Linked DNA regions of Mus musculus: all the other regions are linked to region 1. The links are chromatin contacts, called in public promoter capture Hi-C maps. All regions are on one chromosome and are shown on one strand. Each heading gives the region's core, a stretch centred on a gene start, on an enhancer-like site or on the middle of the called end of the contact. The rest is flanking DNA. Distances are from core to core; before and after follow the strand shown. Region 1 holds the start of Abi3 (ABI gene family, member 3). Region 2 holds the start of Mrpl45 (mitochondrial ribosomal protein L45). Region 3 holds the start of Tbkbp1 (TBK1 binding protein 1). Region 4 holds the start of Acsf2 (acyl-CoA synthetase family member 2). Region 5 holds the start of Osbpl7 (oxysterol binding protein-like 7).

Region 1 (3,005 bases), core at 330-2,829:
TTATTTCCGACAATAACATTATTACCATCAAAACTCCAGGCAACCATGAGAGAGCCAGCCTGGTGCTTAAACTGAGTCATGCTAAAACTAGATCCCAGCCCAGTGCCCCAAGGCCTCCTTACCTGTTAGAGCTCTCTCCAGATCACCGGTCCAGGACCCAGACACAATGGTGTTTGAACTTCCTAGCGCCTCATCAGCTGAGAAATCTTCAGATGAAACAGATGGTTGGCAAAGCCAAATCTCTGCTGCCTAAGCTGATCATGAGCTCAGGGTGCTAAGTCCTGATTCTAGCTGAGCCTCCCAGTCAGTCCTCCGCTCATCCACAGCAGACACTAACGTTCTAAAACAGGCCATCTCCATTGTGGGCCCCCGGAGCAAACTCCATCAGCCTCTCTCCTTTAGTGACCACACCCCTTCTCCCCGCCCCACAGCTTCCCTCTAGCCTACTGCCCCACTAGCCTGTCTCTCTCCATCACAAAGCCTGCTCCAAGCCTGCTCCTCCCCATGCCAACAGCTCCTAGCTTTCTCCCTCCTGAAGCCCCCTGTGCTTTCCATTAGTGGGTTCCATAATTTCACTGCACAAGGGTCTTCAGGCTCACTCTGCATTCACTCCATAAAGACACACCCTCAGTTCCAATGCTCAACAGTTAGTATCCAGTGGCCGTGTCCACCCTAATGCCATGTCTTTTGCTTCTTGGCCTCCGTGTCCTCCCTGGAGTGTGGAACTCCCTTCTCTTCAGTCCCCGACACTCCCCTTACAGCCTGCTCCTTCCCTTCGCCTCTCCCAGGACCACCTGACACCACTATGACATTTAGCAGAGCTCTGGCTGACATTTGTCCAATAGCAAGGGACATTCTTGAGGAAATGTTAAGGAACCAGTGTGGTTAGAGAGGTTCCTCTTCTGCCAGGAGGATGACAGACTGGGAGGGGGAGGGGCTCTGTAAAGCCATCCCAGATGCAGAATCAAATCCCCCCCACTCACATCTGGGACCTCCTTGAACTCAAGCTTAAGACAGAACCATTGGACTTTCCAACTCCTGGTTAACGCACTCAGCGCTCTGTTCACCAGCGCTGCCTCCAGCCCACACATCCATCTGGACCAGTGTTGTCTCACATCCAAGGCCTTCCTGTTGCTGATCCGAGTCCCTGTACTAGTTATTTGGTCAATTTCACCTTCTCCTACCATCATTAGGCACAAATACTGGTCACAGGACTTCCTACCTGACCCTTCACAGGCTTGCCCACAGTTATTCAGCAACTCTAGCTGTGTCTTCCTGGTGTCTAACCCTGATTCTTCTTGCTGCTGCGGGAGCTGTTTACCACTGGAGCTGTACTGCCAGCCCAGCCCCACCCCCCCCCCCCCAGTATGACTTATCTCCATATCCTATCCACCCTCCACTCCCCAATCCCGTGGTGACTCATCCCAAGCTTCCCAAGGAAGCCCCCACCCTCTGCCCTTTCCTCCCCTCTTCCATGAGTGGAAAATCCACCCCCATAGCAGGCCAGCCCCTTCCTCCTGTCTCTACTACCCCATCCCCCCATCAACTAGCTTCCTCTCCAGGACCAGGGAGCAATCACAGATGCCCCGACCTTGGCTTCCTTTGCTTGGTGAGATTGAGAGACCGAGCCCCCAACAGGCCCCTGGTTTCCCCCTTCTCCTGAGCAGGGTACAGAGAGGCCCAGGCCCAGGGCCCAGGGTCTGACTTCCTCTTGTCCCGGAATGAGCATGCCTACCCCTTTACAGGCAGGTTTGAGTCTCTCACGCAGAGGAAACCAAAAGCAGAGGGAGGGAAGGCAGAGCGGCCAATCAGGGGCAGGGTGAGGCTCAAAACCCAGCAGGCTCCCCAGGGAACCCCACCGAGGCCAAGCCATGGCGGAGCTGCAGCAGTTACAGCAGCTGCAGGAGTTTGATATCCCCACGGGCCGGGAGGCTCTGCGGGGCAACCACAGCGCCCTGCTACGGGTGGCCAACTACTGCGAGGATAACTACTTGCAGGTAAGTGGAGATGGCTCAGGTCAGGATACACCTCACAGGGACCTGCAGCATAGTCCCTCTGGTAGGGTCATCTGACAGGTATCTGTTCCTGCCTTGGCTGAGCAATCTTCAGGCTTCAACGCAATCCCCAAGCTTCCTAAAAGCCATAGCCCTTGTTCTCGGGCCATAGCCTCAGAGGTAGAGGGTATGTGTATAACGCTGTATCTATAATCGATTCTCACACCTTACCTCTCACAGGTGCCGGGACTGTCTTTAAGCTGGCTCTAGGGGAACCAGAACACTTCCCACTCACGGGAAAGGGGTTTGTCCCTTGATGTTTGAGGGGGAACAGAGGAGAGTCGGAGCAGACCCTGAGGAAAGAACGCGGTGTGGTGCAGAGGCAGGGGACTCCCAGTCTGGCTGCTGGGAAATGAGAGGCACTGTAGAGCAGCCGCAGACCTTTCCACAATGTGTGGATTTTGAGACAGCGTCTCACTGTGTGGCCTCCGCTGCCTTAGAGTTCACTGTAGTCCAGGCTGACCTTGAGTTCACTGTTGCCCAGGCTGCCCTTGAGTTCATTGTAGCCCAGGCTGGCCTCAGATTTACAATCCTCCTGTCTCAGCCTTCCCTCAGTGCTGGGACTACAGGCTCCCACCACCTCACCTGGCCATTGTTTGTGTCAAGTCGTTTTGTTTCAGTTTCTAAGGCATTGGGAGGGGAGCCCAGGGCTGTCTGGGAAAACCTCTTCTGCTGAGCTAAGCTCCACTCCACCCTGGAGTAGTCTTGCTCATATAACATTGACTCCTGGGGAAGGAAGATGGGCAGAGAGGACTTTATGATTGCCCACCCTCACAGCCACCATGTGAAACAAAGACTATAATTCCTGTAGATGAATGCGAAAACAGCAGTGTGTGTGTGTGTGTGTGTGTGTGTGTGTGTGTCACCCAGCTCTGGATAGCAGAGCCAAGCATGGCTTCCCTGCCTTCTCATCTGAGCCCCTTCCTCTCCATCCTTCTATCTGTCTGATAT
Region 2 (3,005 bases), core at 192-2,691, 1.5 Mb before region 1:
ACCTGAAGAGGGCATCGGATCCCATTACAGATGGTTGTGAGCCACTAATGGTAGTGAGGTTTCTGGGAATTGAACTTAGTACTTCTGGAAGAGCAGTCAGTACTCTTACCCGCTAAGTCATATCTCCAGCCCCACTTAGTGGTTAATTTATTGCTATCAATCAGAGTCTAAAGCATACACCAGACCTCTGACAATAGAGAACTGAACCAGGATCCCAGAAATAGTTCCTTACCTGTACAGGCCAAATGTATAGGGCGCTCCAACCGTTCCTGTGGAATGACCAATCCCGCTTTCCTGGCATACTCCAAAAACTCCTTCTCTGTTTTGTACTTGGGTTCAGGAGTTGGGGGTCTAAAACGGCTTTTGGTTTTAACTTGAACTACAGTTGTGGACTGAGTCACCAGAATGGGCTGGGAGATGAAAAAAAAAAGTTAGCGTATAGGTGATTTGGAAAGGATAAATCTATCTTGAGCAAACTGTTTGCAAAGTCTTATAGAAAGACATCCCATTAAAGAATGCTTCAGGAGTTATGAAATGACTATTATGGAGAAACGATATTACTTTTTGAACACCTAGGGATGGCTTTTGCCACAAGCCAATTAATAACCTGTATTCACATCAATCAACAGTAAAAACTTTCCTTTAATACATTCTGCAGTACTACTGTATACAGAGATGATTAAAGCAGAGGTCCTAGTGCCAAAGAACTTTCAGTTTAATTGTAAACCTCACTTAACCCATTTCTGAAAAGAGTGGAATGCTATTACTAAAGCATTAAACAAGATCTCCCTGGCATTTCCCCCACACTTCTGTTTTGCTTTTTCAGAAGCAAATTGCTTCTAGCTCCTAACTGACCAATAAACTTTTACGAAGTCAGGTGACCTTTTCCCTCTAGGATAAGACAAAACTCCTATCCTTTTCAAAAAAAAATTTTTTAAGAATGTAAAAGAGCTGGTTCATCTTCCAAGCCATTACTTTCCTTTTTAACATCTTCTCTCCAAAGACTAGAATTAACGTAAAGAAGCTTAATGCTCAGCCTCGTCTAGGCTGTCTAGAGAGACTTGTCTAGAGGGGATCGCATACACCTCAAATTCTTCTCCAGATGAAGTCTGACTCGTATGGTCCAAACTCAGCAACGCCCACAGCATGATTATTCCCCTCTACTCTATCCTCCTCTTTGTGTCCCTAAAAATTTCATTCGCTTCATTTCTACCCACCTGCCGAGACCACCATCCCAAAGTCCTGTATAAGGAGGACAAGCCCCGAGGTACGGGGGCCGCCATTTTGCTCGCGCAAAGGCCGCCGGGATGCTAGCCTAGCCGCAGATCACCGAGCCGGAGAAAAGGCGCAGAGGGCGGAGCGAGCTGGGGAGTGGAATTTTCCAGGGCGCGCGCCCCAGGCCGAAAGGTGAGTCGCGCGCACGCGCACGCTCTCCAGGGGAGGGGCGCGCGGGCACGCGCAGTGGGTTCGCGCGTGCGCAATGAAACCACTTTGGAAGTAGGGTAAACCGCACGGCTGTCACGCGCCAGTCGGAGACGGGGAGAGCCAGCTGCGCCTGCGCAGGAGGCTTCTGTGGGACTCTGGTTGCTGCATTCCTGGTTCCTTAACACATTGTTACACCTTATTTACAATCGGTGAAAAAAACGAAAAAGTGCTTCCCTCTGAAATCAGAAGCCTTTAAGATAAGTGTTTTCTTTCATTACAAGGAATTCACTGGAGGTATTTAGGGCGAAAATGATAGTTTCTGGGTGTGTTTCTGACCTCAAAATGCAGTATAACCTTAAACCTTTAACCAACCTAGTTTTCTATGTGAAAATTCTTTCATACCTTTCCGTTAGGGAAGCTGACCGCTGTGATTACTGAAAAGCAAAAGGCACGTGGGTTAACAAGAATCTGTCATTTCCCAAAACATATCATTTCCAAAAATACCACTTACCAAATTTGGTAATAACTGGTATTTCAAAATTGTTTACTAGGCGCCTGGCAATTTAAGCATTTTACATATATCAACTTAATCCTCACCACAAGCAATAAATATTCCTGCTTTTACATATATGGTTGGGCCAGAGATACTAAATATGTAATTCAAATTTAAACAAATAATTGGCAGAACTGAGAGTCAGGTACATAGAGTTTAACAACTCCAAAATCGCTTCACATTCAGTGGTTAAAGGAATCCCAGTGTGATAACCAGGTCATCCTGGAGCCACACAGACTATGTAACACATCCTAACCCATGTCTGCCTGGCCTCTGCTCAGTTTCTCGGCTACTGCAAGCTAATTCCCTATCAGTACCTAATATGATTTGGTTCACTCTGAGATGGATTCTTAGGTGGTCACTGTTACTTTTGATTAGCTGTTTTGGAAAATTTGAGGCATGGTGGCGCACCCCTTTAGTCCCAGCACTCGGGAGGCAGAGACAGGCAGATTTCTGAGTTCGAGGCCAGCCTGGTCTACAAAGAGAGTTCCAGGACAGCCAGGGCTACACAGAGAAAACCCTCCCTCAGAAAAATACAAACAAACAAAAACTAAAAAAGAAAATAGAAACTATAGAGATGGCTCAGGTGTTAAGAGTCCTTGCTGGGCTGGTGAGATGGCTCAGTGGGTAAGAGCACCCGACTGCTCTTCTGAAGGTCAGGAGTTCAAATCCCAGCAACCACATGGTGGCTCACAACCATCCGTAACAAGATCTGACTCCCTTTTCTGGAGTGTCTGAGGACAGCTACAGTGTACTTACATTAAATAAATAAATCTTAAAAAAAAAAAAAAAAAAGAGTCCTTGCTGCTCTGGCAGAGGACCCAAGTTCGGGTCCCAGCATCCACATGGTGACGCATATGCCCCTGTAAATCCAATTCTAGGGGATCTGATGCCCTCTTCTGGACTTTGAGGGCATTACACACATGGTACACATAAAGATAGGCAGCTAAGCATCCACACACATTTAAAAATCTCTTAAACAACAGTGAAAAGGAAATCCTATAAGGCAGACTTTTCTTTCCCATTT
Region 3 (3,005 bases), core at 311-2,810, 1.3 Mb before region 1:
GCCGGTCCAGCTGGAGAGACCCGGAGCAGCCGGGGAGGAGGAGGCGGAGGAGACGGCGGCGGCGGCGGCGGAGGAGGAGCGGGGCGGGCGAGCGGGAGGGAGGGGGCCGGGAGGGGAGGGGAGGGGGTGGGGAGAGACCCGGCGGCGGCGGCAGGGCGCGGAGCGGCGCGCGGTGCCAGGGGGTGGGGGCGCTGGGGCCCGTCAGGGGAGGGAGCCGGCGGAGGGGTGCGCTGCGACTGCGAGCAGGAGCCCGCGGCAGCCGTGAGTGCGGGCCGGGGCCCGGGCTGGGGGAGGGGGAGGGGCGCGGCGGGCCGGGGCGGCTTGGGGCGCGGGAGGCCGGGGCCCGGGCGCGGGTGGGCGGGCGCTGCGCCCGGGAGCAGAGTGGGGAAGGGTCCTGCGCCGCTGCCCGCAGCCTCCGGCCTGCGGGGCGGCTGCCGCTCAGTAGCCCGCCCGGAGCCCGGCCGCGGTGGGGGAGGGGGCTGCGCGGTCTCGGCCCCACAGAGGGGAGGGGCGACAGTTTCTGTCCGCCGAGCCCGAGGGGGTTTAAAGAGCCGCTCTTAAAGGGGCCGCCGGAGGGGCCAGGCGGGGACGGGCGCCCCCTCCCCAGTAGCCTGCGCGGGCGCTCGGCGCGCGGCCCCAGGATGCGGAGGAAGGCAGCTCGGGTCGCACGGCCGGGGTGTGTGGGGACACGGAGTCCTCGAGAGTGGGGGTGATGGCCGGAGATCGTGGGCAGGGATGGGGGTGGGGTGTGTAGTGAGCTCTGGTCGGCAGAGTAGGGGGAGGGGTGGCGTGGGCAAGAGAGGGTTAAAGGTGGGGCCAGCCCTTCAAACACGCGCACACGCTCCTTACTCAGACCTGTCACACGCGTCTGTCGCTCCGGCACTTAGCCGAGGCTGGGGGATGGGGGACCCGAGGCCTGCACTGTCGGAACTCGCGCCTTCGGACCGAGCCCCCTCGCCGGAGCGCACACACGCTCCAGCGCGCGCACACACCTCGGACATTCCCATAGTGCCTCACGTGACACTCGGCCCGAACGTGCCCACCCTACCCACACGCTCACGCACGCGTGCTCACACGCGCGCGCGCGCACACACACGTACACACACACACATACACAACCTCTGGTCACTCCCGAACTCCGCGCTGACCCCGGTCCTCCGCCCCGCAAAAGCACTCATTGACGGCGGCACACCTACACTCATTCACAGACACACACTCCCCCCCACATGGCAGCCACAGCCACACATTCATAAACAAGGGCCCGGAGATGTACACACGCACCCCCTCGCTGCCTACTCGTTTTGGGAGCCCTGAGTCATTCCTGCCCCCCTCCCAGGGCTCCCCATTTCCCTGAGTGCAGGCACAATAGGACAAGCTGGAGTCTCCCTTAATGGTCTCGGTTCTCCTAGGCCCCCTTGCCCAGTTTGCTGCCTCTGACACTCAGCCAAGGACTTCCTGTAGGTCTGCGCCTGGACGGTTGCCACAGCCCCGGCGCACTTGGGGAGGCACTTCCTTTTCCTGAACTCTGGGATCCTGCGGGAGGAAGTTGGGCGGGGGCCACAGAGGCCAGGCTGCCTAGCGGGACTAGCCTTCCTTAGGAGCAGGCGACAGAGGCCTGGGATGGGAATCTTGGCGGCTGTCGAGGTACTTGGGGAAAAGGGAGGTCTGGGGAGGAGACCAAGCCGAGTAGTCTAGGCAGGTTCTGGGCTGTGCCAATGCTGGGACAGCAGCCCTCCCTCCCATCTGTCCACAGGTCTCTCCTCCCTGCCCCTGATCCTTGGTCCTGTTTATCAGTTGTCCCCCACTCCACTCATGACGTCTATCTGGTTCCATTTCCTTCTATAAGCAGTCACAGCAGGGGATAGGGCAGAAACTTGAGAGAGAAGAGAGAGAGAGAGTTAGTTGTGAGATCTGTCTCTTGGCTGAAGCTCCCCAGCTACCACAGGTTCCTCAGACCAGCATGGAAGAGTTGGGAACAAAGAGCAGGTGGTCCTCTTTACTCTGTTCCTGCACTCTCAGGAGGCCCAGGGTGGGCTGAAGCCCTTACCATGGAGTCCATGTTTGAAGATGACATCAGCATCCTGACCCAAGAGGCCTTGGGGCCCAGTGAGGTGTGGCTGGATGGTCCTGGAGACCCGTCCCTGGGAGGGGACATGTGTTCTGCCTCCCACTTTGCCCTCATCACAGCCTACGGAGACATCAAGGAAAGGCTAGGAGGCCTGGAGAGGGAGAATGCCACCCTCCGCCGTCGCCTCAAAGTCTATGAGATCAAGGTCAGAACCTAGATGTGATGGCGAGCTGAGCTTGTAGTTGCCTGCAAGGGCAGGAGGGTCCCAAGAGGTGGCCAGCACTGGAGGCTGCCTGGTCCCTGAAGAAGTGGCTGCCTTGGGGATGAGGAGCTCTGCTCCTGCAGCCAATCTCAGGGGTGGAGGAGGAGCCCAGCTTTGGAGTGGTGGGTCCCATTGGAGGGGGCGGGGAGAGGCGCCTGTGAAGCTGGCAGTGGGGTTGGGGGACAGAGCGGTCCTGGGATGGGAAGCCAGGCTTCTCAGAGGACGACCCTCCCACAGTATCCGCTGATCACTGATTTTGGAGAGGAGCATGGCTTCCCTCTGTATGAACTCAAGGATGGCTCCCTGCTGGAGGTGGAGAAGGTCAGTCTGCAGCAACGACTCAACCAATTCCAACACGAGGTAAGCCCTTGCTTCGCTTCCCAGCCAACCCCACTCCCTTAGCCTCCTGCTTCCCTCACTTTGCCCTCAACCCCGCCCTGCCCCCGCCTTCCCTAAATCAGCTTCAGCGCTTCCTGTTTCTATTGGGAATAGGGTTGGGGAGGTTGGGAGCCCCCTCTGCTCCCTGTCAAGGCTGGTCCTGACCCTGGCACACCTCTCCGGGCCTACCCAGTTGCAGAAGAGTAAGGAGCAGGAGGAGCAGCTCGGGGAGATGATCCAGGCTTACGAGAAACTGTGCGTGGAGAAAAGCGACTTGGAGACAGAGCTGGGGGAGAT
Region 4 (3,005 bases), core at 194-2,693, 1.2 Mb after region 1:
GGGGACCAGAATGTACCCTTCACTTTGCCAGGACAATTATTTATCTAGAAGGAATCAACGATTTGTCCAGGGTCATCCACCAAGCCTTCAAGGCAGGGCTTGGCTCCTGAACTTGGGATACCAGTCAGCACCCTTCACTCCCTGGGCCTGGCTGTCTGAAACCACTGTATACATTTGATTTGGAGGGCATCATGCCGTTTCAAGCCCAGCTTTTCAAAGTCTCTCCTCTTGACTTGTTCTCCAACGGAACACAGATTCTTTCCAAAAAGCTGTCAGAGGGAGAGGGAGAGGGAGAGAAAGAGAGAGATATCTGGTCACTCTGGAGATCAGAGAAGGAGTAGCTGTATTAGTCATGACCCCAGCTGAACCAGATCAAGGCAAAGGTTCACCAGGCTAACCTCCACCCTCCGCCAACTGTTCCTCTGCCTGGCTTTCTTCATTCCAAGTCAGGAGAAGGGAAGCCACCCGGCCGGGGGCCTTTCTTCTCTTCTTTCCCAGATCGTTCAGGACAACGAGGAGCTAGAAAGTGGAGGACTAGTGTACTCATCTTTGGACACCCAGCGCACAGCCTGAGCACTCACCTCTTGTAGATCTTGTCACCCATCCTCCTTGGATGACGTTAGAATACATTCCTAAGGGCACAGCTAGAGGGTTGAGTCACAAAGTCAGGGTCCTTTGGAGCCTAGGGGAGCAGCTGAGGAAATTGTGTTTAAGGCTTCAGGCTAGAGCAGAAAGAGGGAAGGTAGGATACAACAGACGCGTCCCTGATGCCACCTAATCTTGTCTACCTGGTACTCTTCTCAGAGTCGTGGGGAGGATGCAAGGTCGAAGTAAAGCTGACTCTTAGCCTCTGGCCAGACTAGCACCTTGGTCCCCGGAGGTCTCCGAATACAGAGGGGTTTACCCATCAGAGCGGTAGGTCCCAACTACCTTTCCTCTCCCCAGAGGCCCTCTGCTCCAGTTGGCAGGCCTCAGGGGCACTCGGGGCAGATTCCTTTGGCCTGTAGCTCAGCACCCAGGAAGTCCCCACGTGACCCAAGCCCTACTGGGCACGTGGGACCAACCAGTCCAGGCATTGTCATCTGGCTCTATATAGACTGTTGATTGTTTTCCCGTTTATGAAACTCTTAGGCCCTCCAAAGTTAGAGTGATGATTGCAGGAAGGCCCTGTATTGTGCTGCAGAGCCGGTCTTGGGAGCCCCGGGAGGGGGAGGGGGGACAAGGGCGGGACTTCGAGGGCGGGCTTGAAGGGCTGCAGTTCCCACGCAAAGGTGGCCAGGACCGAGTCGCCACTTCCCGGCCTCTCCTCGCCCCGCCCCGCCCCGCCCCGCGGGGACCCAGTCCTCCTCACCCCATAGGCAGAGCGACCCTCCCGCCTCCCCGTCCGCTTCTTAATTACCCTCGCCTCGTTCACTTTCAAAGTTTACTCCCGGCCCGGACCCGCGGCGGAAGCGAGCCATGGCTGTCTATCACGGGATGCTGCGCTTCGGGAGGCTGTGTATCGCGAGCCTGGGGGCGCGGGGCCCCCGGACGCTGCTCTCTCGCCCTCGGCCGAACTCGAAGTTGCAGAGTGTCCGCGCTCTCAGGTACCCCGAGCAGCATTCCGAAAAGAGAGGGGGCTGGGCAGTCCCGAGAAGGGAACTTGGGAGTTCTGCAGTGCTTGGCAGGGGCTGACCCCACTCTGGGTAGCCCTCACACACACTACCCTACCACCTAGGCAAAGGGAAAAGCCAGGCCTGCCCGGGATCTGGGGCTGCTGCTCATAGCCACAGGAGTCCCAGGCTGAGTTCAAATTCTAGTTCAGAATTCTGTATGCGTCCCATGTGGTACACAGAGCCAGGAGTGGAGGCTTTTTAACAGTACACCCGAGGAATAGAGCTGAATACTGCTAGGGCATTCTCTCAGCTGTATTAACTCCCGTGAAAAATGTGGGGACCGTTTGGGGGTCCACAGGGCACTGAGTATAACAGATCTTTCCTTCCTTTGTTTTCTTTTCCTTCCTTCTTTTCCTCCACCACCTCCTCTACTTTTTGGAGCAGGGTTCTCTCTGTAGCTGTGGTTGTCCTGAAACTCGCTCTGTACACCAGGCTAGCCTTGAAATCACAGAGATCTGCCTGACTCTGCCTTCTGAGTGCAGAGACTAAAGACCTGTACCACCACTGCCCGGCTTCCTTCCTCCTTTCAGTCATTACCACTTCTGGGCCCATTTTTTCATCTGTCTTCAGTGCAAGATCTGGGAAAGGGGTTGGCAGGAGAGAGTTGGCTGAATAAATCTAATATGACCAGACACGGAGGGGACTGCAGGAGCTTGCTGGGGAAAGGCCAAGCTGGGAGAGTTGGCTGTGCAACAAGGTGAATGGTGGTATCCTCTGCGTCCAGTAGGTATGCACATCGCCTATCCTGCTCTACCGCACGGAAGGGCAAACTACTAAGCCTGTTGTCCGTATTATTGTGCAGGCTGTGGTCTTGGAAAGGAATAGTGGAGGCACGGCAGAAAGAGGAATATGTCTCAGAAAACACTACTAAGTTTAAAAGACACTACTAAGGCCGATGAGAGTAGTGGTGTGTACCTTTAAGGCAGAGCCAGGGTTTCTGAGTTCAAGGCCAGCTTGGCCTATGAAGTAAATTCCAGGACAGTTGGGGCTAAACAGATAAACCCTGTGCACCCAATCAAAAGACAGCCCCCCTGAGAAGAAGTTGGACGGACAAGTTGGAAGATGTCTTTTTGGCTGGAACTCTCAGGTTCTGAGAGCTAAGTGCCTTCTGAGAATTAAGAAACAAACTGGTGTGTGTGTGTGTGTGTGTGTGTGTGTGTGTGTGTGTGTGTGTGTATGTATGTATGTATGTGAATTAGCACTCTAACACTGATGTTAGTACATGTTCAGCTCCTGTGAAGTGCTTTAACATCCCTCTGCCTTCTTTCCTGAGGAGACCTAGGGGCTCATGGCTCCATGCACATGTGATTTTTGTTTTTGTTTTTCCTTCCTTCCTTCCTTCCTTCCTTC
Region 5 (3,005 bases), core at 271-2,770, 1.2 Mb before region 1:
TCAGCCAAAGAGGGCGTGTCTCTTTCCTGGAAGTCCATGAGGAAGAAGTTGCTCCCCGATGAGGACGGCAGGGCCGGGTGGGTTGGGGAGAATGTCACCTTGTCCTGGGGGAACCCTTGAAGCAAGAGAGAGACCCACGAGTACTACCATACTGCCATGTGTCCCACCGTCCCACCGCTGGTCCCTCCCACACCGAGACACACATCCTCCACTCACATGACATCCCCACACCCCCAGTTCCCTGACCACCCCTGGGCCTGGGCAGCTACGCCCAACCCAACCCCCACTGTGGCCACTGCACCCAATGTGTGCCTCTGTCCCGGACATGCACCCAGGAATCCAGGAAACACTCTGTGTTTGTGAGGCTGGGGAATGAAGGAAGAAGAGAGTCCAAGAAAATAGGGGGGAGGGGGGGCTCAGAGACTTGGTGAGCAAGATCTCCTTAGCTCAGCTGCCTCCCCATCCAGTATCTCTGCCTACATCTGTGGCTTTGCCACCCCTCTGGCACAACTGTTCTCAAACTTCTACTAACTGGCCCCCTATAGCTGTCAGTTCTCACTCCCATTTTCTGCATGGGGAAACTGAGGCCTGAGACAGTCCCATCTTCCCATGCCTCCTCTCACCAGACACCCAGACACGCCGAGAATACCCACCTTGGACTCTCTTCCCTGCAAAGCCTTACCAGCCCCTTGCTACCATGTTAGTCCTCTGTGTTCCTGAGAAACCTCCCACCCAGAAGGAGCAGGGCACTGACCGGCTATGACACTGTGGGTGGGAGAAGAGGTGGCCAAGAACATGTCGTGGTCCACCCAGGTCCCGAGGCAGTGCCCACAGGCGTCCTTGGCACCGGCTCTGGCCATCCTGGCTCCGCCAGGAGATCAATAATGCATGAGCGCTGTGTGTGTGTGTGTGTGTGTGTGTGTGTATGAAGGGGAAGGGACTGGAGGAGTGATGTTGCCCTGTGTCTGGGGAAGCAGCTCAGAGCTTCATGCAGCTAGCAAGCACCTGAGGAGTTGAGGCCCAGAAGGGGCAGGGAAGGGACAGTGTGAGTGTGGCCAGGAGGTCACAGCATAAGGGACCAGGCTACAAGAGGCTGGCCCAAGGGGAAACTCCTGCATTCAGCCATTTAAAGTTTCAAAACTCTTCCGGTGCTGGGGTATTTCTATGCCCTTGTCCTGGCCGCTAGAACCCTGGCCATTTGCTGCTGGCCCCCCCGCAGAGGTGGGAAGTATCTACCGGTAGGAAGGAGAGGTGGAGTGAGACAGGTGAGTGCCCCCCTTAACCACCCCCATTCTCAGCGCCTTTACCAGAGGAGTAGACCCACCAGCTCCAGAGGAGAGGAAGCCTTCCCAGGAATGTCAGGCCGTGACAGCAAGGCCCCCTTACCCCAGGATCCATGGACGCCAGAGCCTCTTGATCCGTACGCTGCTGTGCCTGAGACTGTCTCCGAGTCACCGGCTAGCTCTTCACAGAACTGAGCAGTTGCAGCAGCTACTGCAGGAACCAGGAAGGAAGGAGACGTCGGAGCCTCCCCTCCAGCCGGATCTCCCCACCTGCCCCTCCTCCGTTGCCTCCTCCCGCCAAGCTCCGGGCTGCCGCTCAGCTCTGCCCCCCTGCTCTCGGGAGGACTAAGGACGGAGTGGTACCAAATGACTTGGAAATGAGGGGCACAATCCCCACTGGGCATAGTTCCACATGCTTCAGAGGACTGAACAACTGCTGGCTTCAAGCCATCGAAGGTAAAGGATTTTATTCAGACTAACATGGCCTTGACCCCAGTGAACACTCAAGGCCATTTCCTTATTCACCCTGCCTCTCAATTACACCTGAAATAGATGGCATATTTTGGACCAGCAAAGATATCAGGTTGACTGGGAAGGGACAGAGACACCGTCCCACCCCACCCCCACATACTCTGGGACATGACAATCTGTGCCAGGAGCACAGTCAGCAGGCAAGAGGGACAGCTGAAGCCCCACCGAGGCTCCTCATTGAGAGCAATGCCCTACCAGGTCAGTCCGTGGCAATCAGGAAGTATGGGTGCAGCAAGTCTCTAGGAGCAGAGATGCAGAGAGGTGGGAGCAGCTATGCAGTCATGGGCTGGCAGTTATAAAACAAAGACTAGCTGGGGCCCCTCCCCTGACCCTCAAACACCTTTACCCCACTGTGTTCAGTTGCTGAAATAATCAAGAATTACATTATGAGAAAGACCTACAATTCCCAAATGGATGAGCACGGACTAACAGGTTTGGTGCCTGAGAAATGGTAGCACCAGCAGGCTCTGGTATGATGGAAGGCTCTTGTGTGGCTGCAGAGATGATGTGGGCCAATCGTCTGCTCCACCTTTCTAGACATCAAAGTCTTACACACCACAGCAGTACCTGCTGTCTGGGCTCCCTTCAAAACCTCAGCATGGATTTAGCCTCCCAAGAGGGAGGGGTGCAGTGGGCAGCACCAGGCAGGCCTCTGGAGGCAAAGTGGCACCAGGAGGAGCTACTCTGACATCCAGAGCCTCAAGGGCCTTTTAAATGATTGAGTATCCCTGGGCATCTGCAGAGGTGGGGACTGTGGGAAGCTGGTCCTGGCCCAGGCCAGAGGATAGCTGCTGCAGATCTTCCAACTGTCCAGGACTAAAGACGCTGCGGCACTGCTCCAAGTCTGGGAAGGAATGCTAAGGAGTCACTCCACATTCACCCTGATCCACTCAGGATCAAGAACAGTGGCAGGCCACAGGCGGGAGGTGCCACTTCCCAAGACTCAGGGAGGGCCTCCTGCCATAGCCCCCAGGGCTCCTATTACATGAGAACTCTAGTTCCCCCAGCCTTCGTAAGGAAAAGCACGTGAGATGTAGTATTTGGAAGGACAGGCAACTAGGGAAGATGGCTTTTAAGGAAGAAAAGTGAGAATTTGGAGAGGACTTGAAATAACCCAGACAATAACTTTGTAAGATCAGGAGTTCAGGGCTGGAGACTTGGCTGTAAGCACTTGCTCTTCCGAGGACTCAG

The links. Promoter capture Hi-C pulls out the DNA fragments that hold promoters and counts their contacts.
Region 2: a promoter capture Hi-C map of pre-B cells shows a contact between it and region 1, with 2.6 times the contacts expected there. The contact joins the promoter of Mrpl45 here to the promoter of Abi3 in region 1. A contact is called at or near these places in 1 of 39 promoter capture datasets (pre-B cells) and 1 of 115 datasets of contacts at active chromatin or transcription factors (pancreatic cancer cells).
Region 3: a promoter capture Hi-C map of liver shows a contact between it and region 1, with 2.6 times the contacts expected there. The contact joins the promoter of Tbkbp1 here to the promoter of Abi3 in region 1. A contact is called at or near these places in 3 of 39 promoter capture datasets (the SN4741 cell line and liver), 1 of 115 datasets of contacts at active chromatin or transcription factors (pancreatic cancer cells) and 1 of 9 other capture datasets (liver).
Region 4: a contact with region 1 is called in a promoter capture Hi-C map of liver, with 2.4 times the contacts expected there. The contact joins the promoter of Acsf2 here to the promoter of Abi3 in region 1. A contact is called at or near these places in 2 of 39 promoter capture datasets (liver and pre-B cells).
Region 5: a promoter capture Hi-C map of liver shows a contact between it and region 1, with 3 times the contacts expected there. The contact joins the promoter of Osbpl7 here to the promoter of Abi3 in region 1. A contact is called at or near these places in 4 of 39 promoter capture datasets (the C10 cell line, hippocampal neurons, liver and 1 more), 1 of 484 Hi-C or Micro-C datasets (B cells) and 1 of 9 other capture datasets (liver).

The regions. Positions count from the first base shown.
Region 1 is chr11:95,841,013-95,844,017 of GRCm38.p6, reverse strand. It overlaps Abi3 (ABI gene family, member 3), which reads left to right and starts at 1,579. Exons shown (of 8, transcript NM_025659.4): 1 at 1,579-1,997. The coding sequence starts at 1,872. It overlaps Gngt2 (guanine nucleotide binding protein (G protein), gamma transducing activity polypeptide 2), which reads right to left and starts at 1,350. Exons shown (of 4, transcript NM_001038664.2): 1 at 1,223-1,350; 2 at 123-206.
Region 2 is chr11:97,314,152-97,317,156 of GRCm38.p6, reverse strand. Mrpl45 (mitochondrial ribosomal protein L45) reads right to left here and starts at 1,441. Exons shown (of 8, transcript NM_025927.4): 1 at 1,218-1,441; 2 at 233-410. The coding sequence starts at 1,283.
Region 3 is chr11:97,148,630-97,151,634 of GRCm38.p6, reverse strand. It overlaps Tbkbp1 (TBK1 binding protein 1), which reads left to right and starts at 1,560. Exons shown (of 10, transcript NM_001372531.1): 1 at 1,560-1,644; 2 at 2,020-2,273; 3 at 2,568-2,690; 4 at 2,902-3,005. The coding sequence starts at 2,049.
Region 4 is chr11:94,600,224-94,603,228 of GRCm38.p6, reverse strand. Acsf2 (acyl-CoA synthetase family member 2) reads left to right here and starts at 1,443. Exons shown (of 16, transcript NM_153807.2): 1 at 1,443-1,586. The coding sequence starts at 1,459.
Region 5 is chr11:97,049,335-97,052,339 of GRCm38.p6, reverse strand. Osbpl7 (oxysterol binding protein-like 7) reads right to left here and starts at 1,520. Exons shown (of 23, transcript NM_001310509.2): 1 at 1,387-1,520; 2 at 1-115. The coding sequence starts at 38.